Linked DNA regions of Mus musculus: region 1 is linked to region 2. The links are chromatin contacts, called in public HiChIP or PLAC-seq maps. All regions are on one chromosome and are shown on one strand. The core of a region is the stretch at or near the end of the contact, and the rest is flanking DNA. Distances in the headings are between cores, read along the strand shown.

Region 1 (7,383 bases), core at 1,151-3,650, 640 kb before region 2:
AGTGTCCACACGTACTGCTAAAGCGGTTTTCATTTTTGACCAATAGGAATACAAGCAGAGACCGACACACCAGGAGTTCAATGTCAGCCTGGTTCGCAGAATGAGATTGTCTCAAGTAAGTGGAGCTGGGTCTAAAGGCTCAGGTCTATGATCCCAGCTGCCCAGGAAGCTGAGGCCTGCCCTGAAGTTTGGACTACAGAGCAGGTCCTAGGCAGACCTGGGCAACTGAGCAAGACACAGTCTCAAAATAAAGAATTAAAAATTGGCTGGTGATGTAGCTCAGTAGCAGAGCATTTGCCTTGTATATACAAGGCCCTAGGTTCAATCCCCCATCCTCCCACAGCCACCACGAACAGTGATTTTTAAGACTGGGATTGGGGAAGAGGGCTCAGTTGGTACCTGACTCCCAACCCTAGAACCCATGTGCAAAAGCTGGGTTTGATGGCTCACACTTGTGAGGAGGGGAAGACAGGTGGGTCCCTGGGGCTCACTGGCCAGCCTGGCCTGCTTGCTGAGTTCCAAGCTGGTAGGAAACCTTGTCTCAAAATCAAGGTGGATGGGGCCTGAGGAAGGGCACCCAAGCTTGACCTGTGGCAACACGAAGAAGAAGAAGAAGAAGAAGAAGAAGAAGAAGAAGAAGAAGAAGAAGAAGAAGAAGAAGAAGAAGAAGAAGAAGAGGAGGAGGAGGAGGAGGAGGAGGAGGAGGAGGAGGAGGAGGAGGAGGAGGAGGAGGAGGAGGAGGAGGAGGAGGAGGAGGAGGAGGAGGAGGAGGAGGAGGAGGAAGAAGAAGAGGAGGAGGGAGGGAGGGGGGAGGGGGAGGGGGAAGGAGGAGGGGAAGGAAGAAGAAGGAAGAAGAAGGAAGAAGAAGGAAGAAGACGAAGAAGAAGGCGACAAGGACGACATGCCAGCCAGGAGTCAAGAGTGACAGCTGCTGCTGTTAGCTTGCACTGGCCCACACTTTCTCTTCTTCTCCTCTTTCTCCTTGTTTTGAATTTTGTTTTTTAATTTAGGTTTATTTATTTGTGTGTGTATGTTTGAGTGTCTCACCATTCACGTGTGGAGGTCAGAGGACACACGTGGGAATTGGTTCTCTCCTTCTGCTGTGTGGGCCCTGGAGAGCAAACTCAGGTGATCAGCTTAGTGACAAGCACCTTTTCCCACTCAGCCATTTTGACAGCGTCGTTCTGTTTTTATTTTTATTTATTTATTTTTTTAAACCGAGATCTCATTCTGGAGCCCAGGCTGGCCACACAAATGAGCTTTCTGCAGGACCTCCTGAGTGCTAGGATCGAGACCTATCCTGGCATGTCCCCAGAAGCCTACCCCAGTCCCCCTTAGATTGCTGAAAACCTTTCCCAAAACCACTGTGGTTGGTAAGAGTCCTCTACGACCCCAGACAGTCAGGAAGGGGCTTTTCTAGAACTTTCCATTTTGTTCTGGCAGGCTGGGATTTGAGAGCCCCCTTCCTACCTACCTTGGCAATTCCAGGATGCAAGCACTGGAGTGAGCCCCACTCTCCTCTGAGTGGAAGGCTTACTGCCCGGTTGAGGCTAAGAGGTTGGGTTCTGGGGCTGGAAACCCAGGCCCAGGGCCCATGTTGCCAAGTTAGATGAAACTGGATTTGTACCCAAGCCTGGAGGCAAGAGATCCCACGCTCTGACCCAGGAAGCAAGGCAAAAGCCACGGGAGGTAGGTGGAGGCCCGGGAGAGATGGATGCCCCACTGGGGCCTGTGCCCCACTGACCCCCCTCCCCACTTGGAGCTGCAGCTCTGGATTGGACCTTCTTTGCCAAGCTGCTTTCGCCATCTCCATCAGGCCCTGGGGAGCCTCCCAGATTGCAGTGGGGCTCTTCCTGCTCGAGAGGCCAGGCCAGTGCAGCAGGAAGGGAGAACATGCCGGTATCCTCAGAGCTGGGTTCAAGTCAGGTCCTGAAACCCACTTGCTGTGTGACCTCCAACAATTTGAACTCTGGGATTGTTTTAGCTTTTCTCCTTCATCTCAGATGCCTAGGACGTCCCTTCCCCCAGAGACACTATTGCCTGCACAGGCTCCTCTGCTCGCTGGCTTGCTGGTTCTCTGGGTTGTTCGCTGGATCTGCCTGCCTGCCTGCCGGCTTGGCTGGCTTGCTTGCTTTCTTTCTTGTCTGTCTGTCTGCCTGCCTGCCTGCCTGCCTGCCTGCCCTCCTGCCTGCCTGCCTCCCTCCCTGACTGCTTGCCTGCCTGCCTCCCTCCCTGCCCTCCTGCCTGCCTCCCTCCCTCCCTGACTGTTTGCTTGCCTGCCTGCCTACCTGCCTCCCATCCACCTCACTCTCCTCTGTTTCAATGTGTTCTTCCCACTATTCGGTTGTGTCACTGACTTCAGGTTTGAGCTGGGTGGCACAGCGTATAAGGAAGTGGGTCAGATGCACCGAGCTCTGTGAACCTTTTGTGGATTTCCTTTTGCTTTTGTTGTTTTCCAAAGTAGTGCCTCATGTGGCTCATGCTGGCTTCAAACTCCCTGTGTAGGGGAAGATGACCTTCAACCTCTCTGACTGTCCTGCTTCCATCTCCCTAAAGCTGAGATGGCAGGCGTGCACCACCGTGATACCATGTTTTTACCCAGGGAATGAAACCCAGGGCCTCTTGACATTAGGCAAATGCTCTACCAATCGAGCCTGGCCCATTGTATACAGTTCTATAAGTGGGTTTGGATGTATCTAAAGGACCACCTTCCCATAAGATCCAGACACCTCTTAGCTGTTCAGGGGGCTTCCTGATGCCCCTACCGAGGCAGTAACTCTCCTGCCCACAGAGCAAACTGCCAGGGTGACTGGGACCTCCCTTCAGTTTTGGAGTGGAAGACTTAGCACACAGAGTGGCCCTTTGTGTCTAGCATCCTCGCACAGTGAACACCTCCAAGATTCACCAGCCAGGTGCTCAGATCTGCAGCTCATCTGTGGTTTTGCTGTCCTCGGGACTATTCCTCGGCTTTGGTTTGAGACTGTGAGGGCTGTAACTGCTGTGGGCCCACAAGCCTTTTGCAAGTGTTTTCTTTCTCTTGGGTGCATTGGAGGTCAGAGTTTCTCTTCGTATCCTGCAGAGAAATGGGAAGACTCTCGTGTGAGGCTCCAGGCTGTCTCCCTAGGCTGCTCTTCCCACAGCTTCCCTGCACTTTGGCCCTCTTTTCTTGTGATTTTTTTTTTAATTTTTGTGACAGTCTCAAATCATTGTGCAGCCTACGATGGCCTGAACCAAGACACCCCCCTAAGAGCCAGTAATCTGGGCACATGCTGCCCGAGCCAGCTTAGCATTACCCTTCCATCTGCATTTGAGAATGAGTTGTAAACATGACATCACCCCCATCCAGTATCTCCTGACTTTCATCTCATGCACATGTGTGTACACACCAGCATATACACATTCACATGTGTGCAATCACACACAGTACTAAAACTGAGTTCAAGTCAACATCACAATTGTTCCCCTGTGGGTCTTCTGACATTTGTCTGGTCCAGAGTGACATAAGTCCCTTTCATTGTGTTTGGGGTCTAACTGTCTAAAGTACTTCCTTCCCGGCATTGCCTCAATTTTCATGACCTCCAGATGACTGAGGGTCCCAGCCAGCTGTTCTGTAGGGCATTCCTTGGTTTGAATTCACCCCACATTCTCGGGGGGGGGGGAAGCTAGAGCTGGCTCTCTGCTCCTGCACAGGGACAACAGGAGTGACACTGGGTTCCTGGGTGTCGTGTAAAGACACCTGCAATTTGTCTCCTGGCTAGAAAATGAGGACAGGGAAGTGTCCCATCCCACTGAGCGATTTCAAGGATTAAATGAGACACAGCCCAAGGACTGATTTTGCAATGTTCTCTCCCTGTATCTGACCTATCTCGCCAGCCCTGGCCCTGACCAACCCAGGAAGAGACAGGAATACGGGGGGGCTTGGGATTCATCCCCCCTGGTTGCAGGCAGGCTGATGCTGGCTCTCCCTGATCTCCTAACCAAATGACAGGGACAGGGAAAGCAGTATGTCCCACAAACCACCGAGAGACACTTAATCTCCCTCCATACCAGAGATTTCTCAACCAAAAGCAGTTTTGCCTCCAAGTAACAGCTGGAAGCTTCGATGGGAAGCCTGGCATGGTGTTGCATACCTGCTAGCCCAGCAGTGGCTGAGGCAGGGGGATGGCAAGTTAAAGGCCAATGTGGGTTATACAAGGAGATCCTATCGCAAACAAACAAATCTAAGAGTGGGTACTTACTGCTGTAATCTCAGCACTCAGGACACTGAGGCAGAAGGGTCACCATGCATTCAAGACCCCATTTCAGGGAGAAGCCAGTGGAGTCTGGTAGGTGAAGACAGGAGTTGTGGTACCTTCTCTCTGATGCATGGAAAGCCCAGAAGAGAAAGTGACCCCATTCCAAAAGCCACCAGTGTTGAGTCCGCGGCACCCTGACCCACACCGGACCTAAGTCATCCAGTAGTGACAGGTAGGCCTCACCATCACTGTCTCCTATCTGGGCCCAGCGGCTGATGAGAAAAGAGCCAGCTCTGACATCCAGCATACCCAGAACTTGATGAAGAGTCTCATCTTATGAAGAGTAAGTCACAGATCCTATGCCATTGTTTTGCAAGCACTCAGAGGCTTCAGAGAGTCTGAGGACCCCCAACCTCTGAGAAGCTGAGGGGGGGGGCTTATGGGGCAGCCAAGCCTTGTCCTCAGAGCACCAGGACAGGCATCCGGGATTCAGAACCCCAGACAAGTTTAAACATCAACAAATTAAAGTGTCAATGAGGATGCTCTAATGATGGTGGTGATGCTGGCTTAACCCTCCAGATAATAAAGAAATGATGGCTCTATAGCGGTAAAAATAAACGAGGGGCTGGTAGATGCCTCTGTGGGTAAGGTGCTTGCTTTGCAAGCTTAAGGGCCTGTGTTCAGAACCCCAGGACCCACGTCAAAGCCATGTGTGATGATGTGAGCCTGTAACCTCAGTGCTGGGGAGGGGGAGACAGGCTGACCCTAGGCCAGACAGTGCAACCCAAGCCATGAGCTCCAGGTTCAGTGAAAGAGCCTGTATCTAAAAATAAGGTAGAGAGCCACCGAGGAAGACACCAGCCTGTGACCTACTGCCTCCACAGGTGCACATGCCCCCCATGAAAACACACACGCGTGTGCGCATGTATGCACGTGCACACACATACACACACGCAAACACAATGTGTGCACATACATACCACACGAACCACACACACCATACACACACACCACACACACATATCACATACTATACACATACCAGACTCGTCATACCATACACACCACACACACACACACATACAAACCAGTCAATAAATAGTTAGGTAATTAGAAGTATGTATAGGTCAAGGCTCAGTGGGGAAACGTGCTTACTGCCAAGCCTGACCACCTGAGTTGATCCTCTGGACCCACAGTGAGGGGAGAGCCAACCCCTCCTACAAGTTGTCCTCTGACATCCACCACACAGATAAATAAATAAGTCAATAAATAGTCACAAAAGGTGGGGCAGTTGTGGCACACATCTTTAATCCCAGCACTTGGGAGGCAGAAGCAGGCAGATTTCTGAGTTTGAGGTCAGCCTGGTCTACAGAGTGAGTTCCAGGACAGCCAGGGCTACACAGAGAAACCCTGTCTTGGAGGTGGAGGTGAGGGTGGGGGAGAAAGAAAGAAAAAAAGAAAAAAAAAAGTCACAAAAGGTTATTTTAGAAGCAAATAAGTAACTACTTGAAAGTTGGAGGCCATCCAAGCTTATCTACATTGTTTCAAAGTTCCTTCCCTCCAATGTCTGCGGGGTTGGAAGAGGGAGAAGTGGCCTTACAAACCTGACCCCCTGACCCAGTATGATGGCCGCTGCTGAGCCCAGGGCTCCAGAGACAGAAACTGGAAATTGACTGCAAGTTTGAGGCCTGCCAGGGCAGTCTGGTCTCAAAAACCCTAAACCAAAACCGAAAGTGAAGCCTGCAGTACTTGCTTTGGTCAGGTGACCAAGAGTGTCACTGTCAGCACTGGGACAGAGTAGCACTCAGCCCTCTGGGTCCTGCAGAGGCTCAGAGCCTGAGTCACATTCAAGGAGATTGTGCAGCTGCTGCGGGGACCAAGCCACAAACAGCCCCCTGGAGTCCCCGACCTGCTAAAGACAGTGAAGGCCATGAAGCCACCAAGGCCAGCCTGATGTGCATAGTGAGTTCCAGGCCAGCCAGAGCTACATAGTGAGACTGTCTTAGAAACAAACAAAAATGTTATTTATTTATTTATATTTTATTTTTTGGCTTTTTGAGACAGGGCTTCTCTGTGCAGTCCTGGCTGTCCTGGAACTCGCTCTGTGGACCAGGCTGCCTTTGAATTTACAGAGATCCACCTGCCTCTGCCCTATAAGCGCTGGGATTAAAACTGTGTGCCATCACTGCCCACCAAGAAACAAAGATTTTAATAGATTTACCTATTTTTATTTTATGTGCATTGGTGTTTTGCTGGCATATTTGTCTGTGTGATGGTCCCCTGGAACTGATATTATAGACTCCAGTTGTGAGCTGCCATGTGGGTGCTGGGAATTGAACCCAGGTCCTCTGGAAAGGGCAGCCGGTGCTCTTAATGACTGTGCCCTCTCTCTAGCACCAACAAAAAGTTTACGAGAAACAAATAATGAAGGACTGGTGAGAACTCAATGATTTATTCCCAGTCCAGATGAAATATGCCCAAGTTTGTCATTTTCCTATAAATCTTCAATCTTTTTCAAGATGACAAGTGTTTTTTAACACAGAGACCGACAGACAGACACACACACACACACACACACACACACACTTTGGACCACATGTTTGTACAGTATCCATCTCAGCCACCCCTAAAGAGCCCAGATGGAAACCAAATTGTCCCCAAGCTATAAAATGAGTGGCCACTCAGCAATAAAAAGGACTAGCAAGTCACACACTGCCACTTAGAGAAACGTGAAGTTGGAGTTGGGGACCAAGCATGGGATTCCTTTAACACAATTCACAGAAATGGGTGAACAAGTTCTTGTTATCAGAACTCACGGTATAGTGGCAGGGGATGCAGCTTGTCTAGTGTGTACAAGGTCAGGGGTTCAATCCCCAACATTTCATGAAACTGGCATAATGTAGGTCTCTAATCCCAGCACTCCAGAAATAGAGGCAAGGGGATCAGCATTTTAGGGGTAACCTGGGCTACATGCCATACTGTCCTAACAACAAAATCAGAGTACTGATAACCTGGGTGTAGGGAGGGGCTCTTGGGCATTGGCTTGGCCCTTTGAGGCCCCCGGCAGGGACAGCTAAGTGCCTTTGCAGGTGTGATGGTAGACTAAGGAAGAGGAATCCACAGCAGGAGTTGGCCACATGGACAGACA
Region 2 (7,204 bases), core at 4,536-7,035:
AGGGCGGGGGCGCAGGCGAGCCCGGCCTCTCGCTGGAGCCCGCGGCACCGCCTCCTCGTCCTGCGCGGCCTCCTCTTCCTCCGGGCCGCCCACTAGGCTACTCGCCCCGCCCAGGGGCTGCAGGGACTGGAAACCGAAAGTTCGCGGTGCCGGGCGGGGCCGCGACCTGCCAGGGCCGGGGCTGAGCTCTAGCCCTGCGGAGGACGCGCCCGAGCCGGTGAGTGGCCTCCGCCCTATCACGCACCTGCTTCTGCGGCGCTGCGACCGCCGGCGTCCCGCTCTGCCTCCGGCCGGGTGTCAGGTTAGCCTTGGAGTCCCTATCTGCCCCACTCAGCGCCCCCACCACCCCCGGAGTCCCTGTCCCCTTCCCTCAGTTCTCCTATAGTCCCCAGAGTCCATGTCCCCTTCCCTTAGTTTTCCTATAGCCTCCAGAGTCCCTGTCCCTTTCCCTCAGTTTCCCTATACCCCCGGAGTCCCTGTCCCCTTCCCTCAATTATCCTGTAGCCTCCGGAGTCCCTGTCCTCTTCCCTCAATTATCCTGTAGCCTCCGGAGTCCCTGTTCTCTTTCTCTCAGCCCCCCCTATAGTCCCCGAAGTCCCTGTCTGCTTCTTCAGTTTCCCTATAGCCCCCAGAGTCCCTGCCCCTTTCTCTTAGTTTCCCTATAGCCCCCAGAGTCCCTCAGTTCCCCTATCATCTCCGGAGTATTTGGAATCTCCCATCACCCCTAGGATCTTTTTCCACTCCTTACCACCCCCAGAGTCCTGTCCTCCCACCTCCACCGTCACCCTCCATCGTTCCCTGAGTTAAGTCTACCTGGTTATCAGCAGCCCCATTTCCCAGTCCCTGTTTCCTCTCCTCAGCAGCCCCATCACCCCTAAATCCCTGTTCCCTTCCATTAGCCTCACCATCACTCCCCAGAGTCCCTGTCTCCTCTCCTTAGCAGCCCCCATCACCTCCAGAGTCGGTGTCTCCTCCCTCAGTACCCAGCGTATCCTGAGCCGCGGGCACTGCCATTACCTGCTTCGACTCTCTTCAGTTCATCTGTCACCACCCTGATCACACCCCACCTCTAGTGCCCCTTCATCTCAGCACCCAGTCATCCCCTGTGCGTAGTTGTCCTGCCTCTGCTCCCGGTCCCTGGAGCCCCACTCTCTCCATTTCTCACCTATTGCTATACCCACTTGTTCCACAACCACCCTGGGCTCCCCATCCCTAGGCCCTGCCCTACCTCTGAGTCCCCCCCAGATCTCTCCTGCTTTCTGTAACCTTACAGTGTTTCTCTGAGGGATGTATGGTGTGGCGACTTCTCTCGGGACTTGAAATTTACCTAGCTACAACCCAGCTGCCACCTCTTGCTCCATCCTCTTTCATCTTACCCTGTAATTAGAAGTCTCTAAATGTTATCCCTGCAACAGCTTAACCATTGCTGATCTGGTGCCCTCCCTGCCTTGCTTGCCCTCCCTGCCTTACTTGCCCTCCCCGCCTGCTCCTGCCACTCTTCCCTCGCCTTCTCTAGCACTTATTTGCTTCTGTTTTCTTTTACACTGCTGCTGCATTCTATTTTAGTATTTTTTTTTCAAAATGAGGAAGAAGGGATTTTCCTCAGAAAATTTTTCTTAAAACAAACACTAACCATTGAGCCTGCATCATAAGAACAGGGTTTGGTAAGATGAGGAGAAAAGTCACCACAGAAAATATTCCCTGTGGGAAGAAAAGGGACTCTTTTTTTTTTTTTTTCTGATAAGAATAAAAGCCACCTCTCATACAATGCCAAATCTATTCACAGTTTCCAACTATGAATATTTTAAAACTGTGAGGACAGTCTCAAAAATCCTTTAGCTGAGAACTGAGTCACCACCACCCTGCCCCCCTGCATCCACAGGCTATGCCTGAGTTATATTGAGAAGTTCCCTGAAGGGGCTTCCTCTTCACCCAGCATCAGAAATCCTCAAGACAGAAGCAAGGCAAGAATTGCTAGCTGGTTGAGAGGAAAGAAGGCTAAGAGCTCACTTGCTGTCTAGCAGGAGGGAGCAGGGAACCTGTCCACTGCTGTGTCCTAAGAATGCCTGGCCAGGTCCTGAGCCCTTGGGTGTGTGTTTGTTGAAGCAGGGTCTCATAGAGTCCATGTTGGCCTCAGGCTCAGTGGAAGCTGTCTTTGAATTTCTTCTGATCTTCCTGCTTCTGCTTCCCCGCTCTTAACTTGCCGACCCTCCTGCCTCCAGCTCCCAGGAGCTGAGCTGAGCTGCCAGCATGCACCCTGCAGCTAGCTGGCACATGGTTTTGGATTGACACACTTGTACTCCTTTTGCCCCAGCAATCATTTTGTAAGAAAGGAAATGAAACCTAAGCTGTAGATTAAGTAACCTGGTTGAAGGCAAACCAAACAGTAGTTTGGGAGTTGATGACTCTCTCTTTCTGACCCCAAGCAAGTGAAGGAGTCCGGGAATGGAGGATTGGATCCCTTGGAATCGCCTAAATTGTGAGGTTAAGTTTAGAGTTTGTAGCACGGTTGGGAATCCGCAAGGTTGAGTGCTTGTGCTGTGATTAGAATCTGCATGTTTTACCCTTCCTTAATAAATGATTAACATATAAAGGCAGAAGGGCCGGCTTCGTGGGGTTTGGGTATTTGCTGTGTTTGAAGGGCACCGGTGACTCTCAGCCTGTGCAGTTACAGGTAACGAAGTCAGGCGAAGGTGGCAGAATTCGTGAGACTCAGCTATGGAAGACAGAAGACCTCATCTAGAGGCCAGGCCCAGGAATCCGCCTGCCAACCACAGAGGTAAGCAGGGTTTCTATCAGGTGAAAAGGGGAGGCCTACCGGAGATGGTCTGCGTTTTTCAATTAGTGAGGACCTCCTTGCGTGGTGGGTGTGATGGCGCACACCTTTAATCCCAGCACTGGGGAGGCAGAGGCAGGCAGACCTGAGGCCAGCCTGGTCTCCCTAGGAGAGCTGCAGACGGTTCTGTGGTAGGACGGTAGGCCTGTCAATCCAGCAGGGAGAAGAGGCTTGAGAATTTGAGACCAGCTAAACTGTGAGATTAAGGCCACTCTGAGCTCCTTGCTGAAAGCTTGCCTCCCAAACCAGGGCTGGGGAGTTAGAGCCCTTGCCTCCTGGAAGGTTCCTTTTTGGTTCCCCGCAGGTGGTAGGAGGTGAGAAACAGACTGACTGGTGGTTTGCAGCCGGGCTGCCCAATAGAAACTGCGTCTAATCGCCAATAGCATCGTTAGGAAATTTAAAAGGATAACCAATAGCATTAATTTTTAATGATGTGTGTGTGTGTGTAAATCAGAAGACTTCTCCTAAGAGTTGGGTTTTTTCCTTCTATCATGTGGTCTTGAGGACTGAACTGACATTGTCAGGGTTGGTTAGCAAGTGCCCTCATCGACTGAGTCTTGAAATTTTTTTTTTTCTAATTTAATGGCAACTCAGTAAAATGTAATGCTCTAGTTTCTTAAGTTAATGATATTAAGATATTAACACTTTATGAGAATTAACGTGCATAGACACCTGTGGGTCAAAGCATTCATATACATAAAATGATAATAGTGTTTATAATAATAAATATTTTAAGAATTAGAGGCCACATTGGGTTACAGGATTAGAGCCTATCTCCACCAGAAAAAAAAAAAAGACCCTAGTCAGGTGGCTTCTTTAATCCCAGCAGCAGGAAGGTAGAAGCAAACAAATTTCTGTGTTTTAAGCCAGTGTAGTTAGTGAATTGCAGGCCAACCAGGATTACACAGTGAGACCTGGCATCAAACAAAACAAAATAAACAAAAGACCCACTTAAGTGTATTTGCATCTGACAGGGTTTCTCAGCATCCCGGCTGTCCAGGAACTCACTCTGTATAGGATGGCCTTGAACTCAGAGATCCTCTTGCTTCTTTCTGCCTCTGTCTCTCAAGTGCTGGAATTAAAGAGCCACCACTGCCTGGCCAGTCTGTCATCTTAAATCTTAAGTGTTAAGGAGGATGAATGAGACGGGGTTTCCAAAGGGGAGGTCTGGAAAGGGGAAAACATTTGAAATGTAAATAAGGAAAATATCCAAGAAAAAATAAATCTTTAAAAAAAAATCTGAAGTAGCTTTCCTAAGTTTTATTGTCAAATTGTGAATCACAAATTGCAAATCACAGCATTCTGCTAAGGCCAGCTGTAGAATCCCTGTAGAGGGAAGGAAAGTGATGGCTGCCTCCCTGGGTCCCAGGGTCCCTGTGTAAGACAAGCAGTTGTAAGGGGGGGGGGGATAATTAGTTTCGATTTTAAGTTTCCTGAATCAGAGTTGAGTTTCAGGTTTCAGTTTTCATTTTCCAACAAGGAAACTGGGTGCTGGTGCTTCCTTCTCTCCACAGTCTGTGGATTAGCCACAAAAATAAAAAAAACCATCTTGGAAGGGGGAGGCACTGCCTTCCTCCTTCCCATTCAAGCTGCATTTCCTGTTGCAGGGCAAAGATCAGGTGGTGTTTCCTTCATAGTTTGATTCCACTTGGCCTTGTAGCACGTGATAGCTGTTTAGCAGAGGAGCTGCAGAAGTCACAAGGTAGTCCGAGAGTAATTTTTATGTGTTTTAAAATAAATTTCCTCTGATTAAGTCTACATGAAACATTGAGATACACATTGGCAGTGTTTACCTGATGGTTTTTTTTTTGTTTTGTTTTGGTTTTTTGGTTTTTTTTTTCAGGGTTTCTCTGAATAGCCCTGGCTGTCCTGGAACTCACTCTGTAGACCACACTGGCCTCGAACTCAGAAATCCCACCTACCTCTGCCTCCTGAGTGCTGGGATTAAAGACGTGCGCTACCACTGCCTGGCTACCTGATGTTTTATAAACATTTTATCAATAGCAGCCAAACACTAAGAGACGGAGAAACTGCCCAAGGCTCCACAGTGAGGAAGTGACCATGCCTTGCTGCTGACTCTTGTCTTCTGACTTTTGTGCTGGCCAGAGACTAGAACCTTTTGAAAGTTAGACACCAGCATGGGGCACAAAGTAAGATGAAATACAGTAACCTCTCCACCATTGCCGGAGCGCTCACAGGAGCTCACTTGGTTTCTGTTTTGTATCTTTCAGGAAACAGTCTCTTCTATACAGCAACAGTAATCATTTTTTCGTGTACTATTGTCATAGAACCCAGGGCCTCATGTATTGAAGGCAAGTGTACTACCACTGTCTAGGTCCCACAGACAACACACACACACAGACACACACACACCAGCTTCTTGCCGTGTAGCCCAAGCTAACTTCTAAGAAACTATGCTATCCAAGTTGGCCTTGAATGATCCTCCTGCTTCAGTCTCTGAGGACAACAGTTAGGAGCCACCACACCTGGCTGGCTCTGTAGCTCTGTATTTTATTTATTATACAATTTTATAAGAAACCTTAAAAAATTAATAATCTGGGTGTGGTGGTGCATACCTTTAATCCCAGCACCAGAGAGGAGGAGACAGGTGGATCTCTGTGAGATCAAGGCCAGCCTGGTTTACAGAGTGAGTTCCAGGACAGCCAGGGCTACATACTAAGACTGTTTTGAAGAGACAAAATAAAACTTACTGTTTTTTTAACAACCCTGTCTGTGTTATGGGCACGTGTGTGCCTGTGCTTGCAGAGCCAGAGGCACTGAATCCCCGTGGAGCTGGAGTTAGAGCAGTTTTGTACTGTCCAGTGTGGATGCTGGGAACTAATCTCTGAAAGAACAGTGTGTGCTCTTAACTGCTAAGCTATCACCCTCTCAACCCTTGGCGAGAAACTTCAATCTCTACAAGCAAAGTCTGAGCTGCTTGTTTGTTTTGGAAGATGAAAGTGTATTCATTATTGTCTTATTGGGCGTCGTGACTCCTCCACTCTGCTTACCCAGTGTCCCCATTGTGTTTAGGTCCTATGGATGGAGAATTGCCACCAAGAGCTAGAAACCAGACCAATAACCCAGCAGCCACCAACCATGCTGGAAGGCATCTGAGGGCCAGCAACCATCCTGCTCCTTTCCGACAGAGGGAAGAGAGATTTAGGGCTATGGGCAGGAACCCACATCAGGGAAGAAGAAACCAGGAAGGGCATACCAGTGACGAAGCTAGAGACCAGAGACAAAGCCAGAATGACACCAGGAGGAGGAATGACGACCAGGAAGGTAGGAGCCACAGACCACCATGGTCCAGCGACACTTTCCAGCAGTGGCACACCCCACCCCAGAAGCCAGGAGAGCAGCCACAGCAGACCAAGAGACTGGGCTACAAGTTCCTGGAGAGCCTCCTGCAGAAGGAGCCCTCTGAGGTGGCCATCACGCTTGCCACAAGCCTAGGGCTCAAGGAACTGCTTTCTCATTCCTCCATGAAGCCCAGCTTCCTTCAGCTGATCTGCCAAGTTCTCCGGAAGGCGTGCAGCTCCCGGATAGACCGTCAGAGCATCCTGCATGTGCTGGGCATCCTGAACAACTCCAAGTTCCTCCGAGTCTGCCTGCCAGCTTACGTGGTGGGGATGATCACGGAGCCCAGCCCCGACATTCGGAACCAGTACCCAGAACACATAAGCAATATCATCTCCCTCCTCCAGGACCTCGTCAGTGTCTTCCCTGCCAGCTCTATGCAGGAAACCTCCATGCTCATCTCTCTCCTGCCGACTTCTCTTAATGCTTTGAGAGCCTCTGGGGTTGACATAGAAGAGGAGACAGAGAAGAACCTGGAAAAGGTACAGGCTATCATTAAGTATCTGCAGGAAAAGAGGCGCCAGGGCAGTCTGAGAGTAGACACCTACACTCTAGTGCAGGCTGAGGCGGAAGGGGAGGTTGAGAGCTACCGGGCCATGCCCATCTACCCCACCTACAACGAGGTGCACCTAGATGAGAAGCCCTTCCTTCGCCCCAACATCATTTCCGGGAAATACGAGAGCACTGCTGTCTACCTCGACACTCACTTCCGCCTCCTGCGAGAGGATTTTGTTAGGCCCCTTCGGGAAGGCATTTTGAAGCTTCTACAAAGCTTCGAGGACCAGTGTCTGAGGAAGAGGAAGTTCGATGACATCCGAATCTACTTTGACGCTAGGATCATCACCCCGATGTGCTCAGCCTCTGGCATCGTGTACAAAGTGCAGTTTGACACCAAGCCGCTCAAGCTTGTTCGCTGGCAGAATTCCAAGCGACTGCTGTATGGGTCCTTAGTGTGCATGTCCAAGGACAACTTCGAGACGTTTCTTTTTGCCACCGTTTCAAACCGAG

The links. HiChIP or PLAC-seq counts read pairs in DNA pulled down with a chosen protein or histone mark.
Region 1: a contact with region 2 is called in an H3K27ac HiChIP or PLAC-seq map of microglia, with 5 times the contacts expected there. The contact joins two enhancer-like sites. A contact is called at or near these places in 2 of 39 promoter capture datasets (liver and pre-B cells) and 1 of 115 datasets of contacts at active chromatin or transcription factors (microglia).

The regions. Positions count from the first base shown.
Region 1 is chr2:167,696,703-167,704,085 of GRCm38.p6, reverse strand. A530013C23Rik (RIKEN cDNA A530013C23 gene) reads right to left here. Exons shown (of 2, transcript NR_110334.1): 2 at 6,673-7,383. Among named protein-coding and RNA genes, the nearest start is that of A530013C23Rik, 9.6 kb to the right of the region's middle. Within about 2 kb of position 2,400, at least 52 of the 459 cell types and tissues checked have an H3K27ac peak or open chromatin away from gene starts, as enhancers often do. A contact at or near this core is called in microglia, where this site is marked.
Region 2 is chr2:167,055,607-167,062,810 of GRCm38.p6, reverse strand. Znfx1 (zinc finger, NFX1-type containing 1) reads left to right here. Exons shown (of 14, transcript NM_001033196.2): 1 at 1-301; 2 at 2,669-2,779; 3 at 5,870-7,204. The coding sequence starts at 2,719. Among named protein-coding and RNA genes, the nearest start is that of Zfas1, 3.7 kb to the left of the region's middle. Within about 2 kb of position 5,785, at least 26 of the 459 cell types and tissues checked have an H3K27ac peak or open chromatin away from gene starts, as enhancers often do. A contact at or near this core is called in microglia, where this site is marked.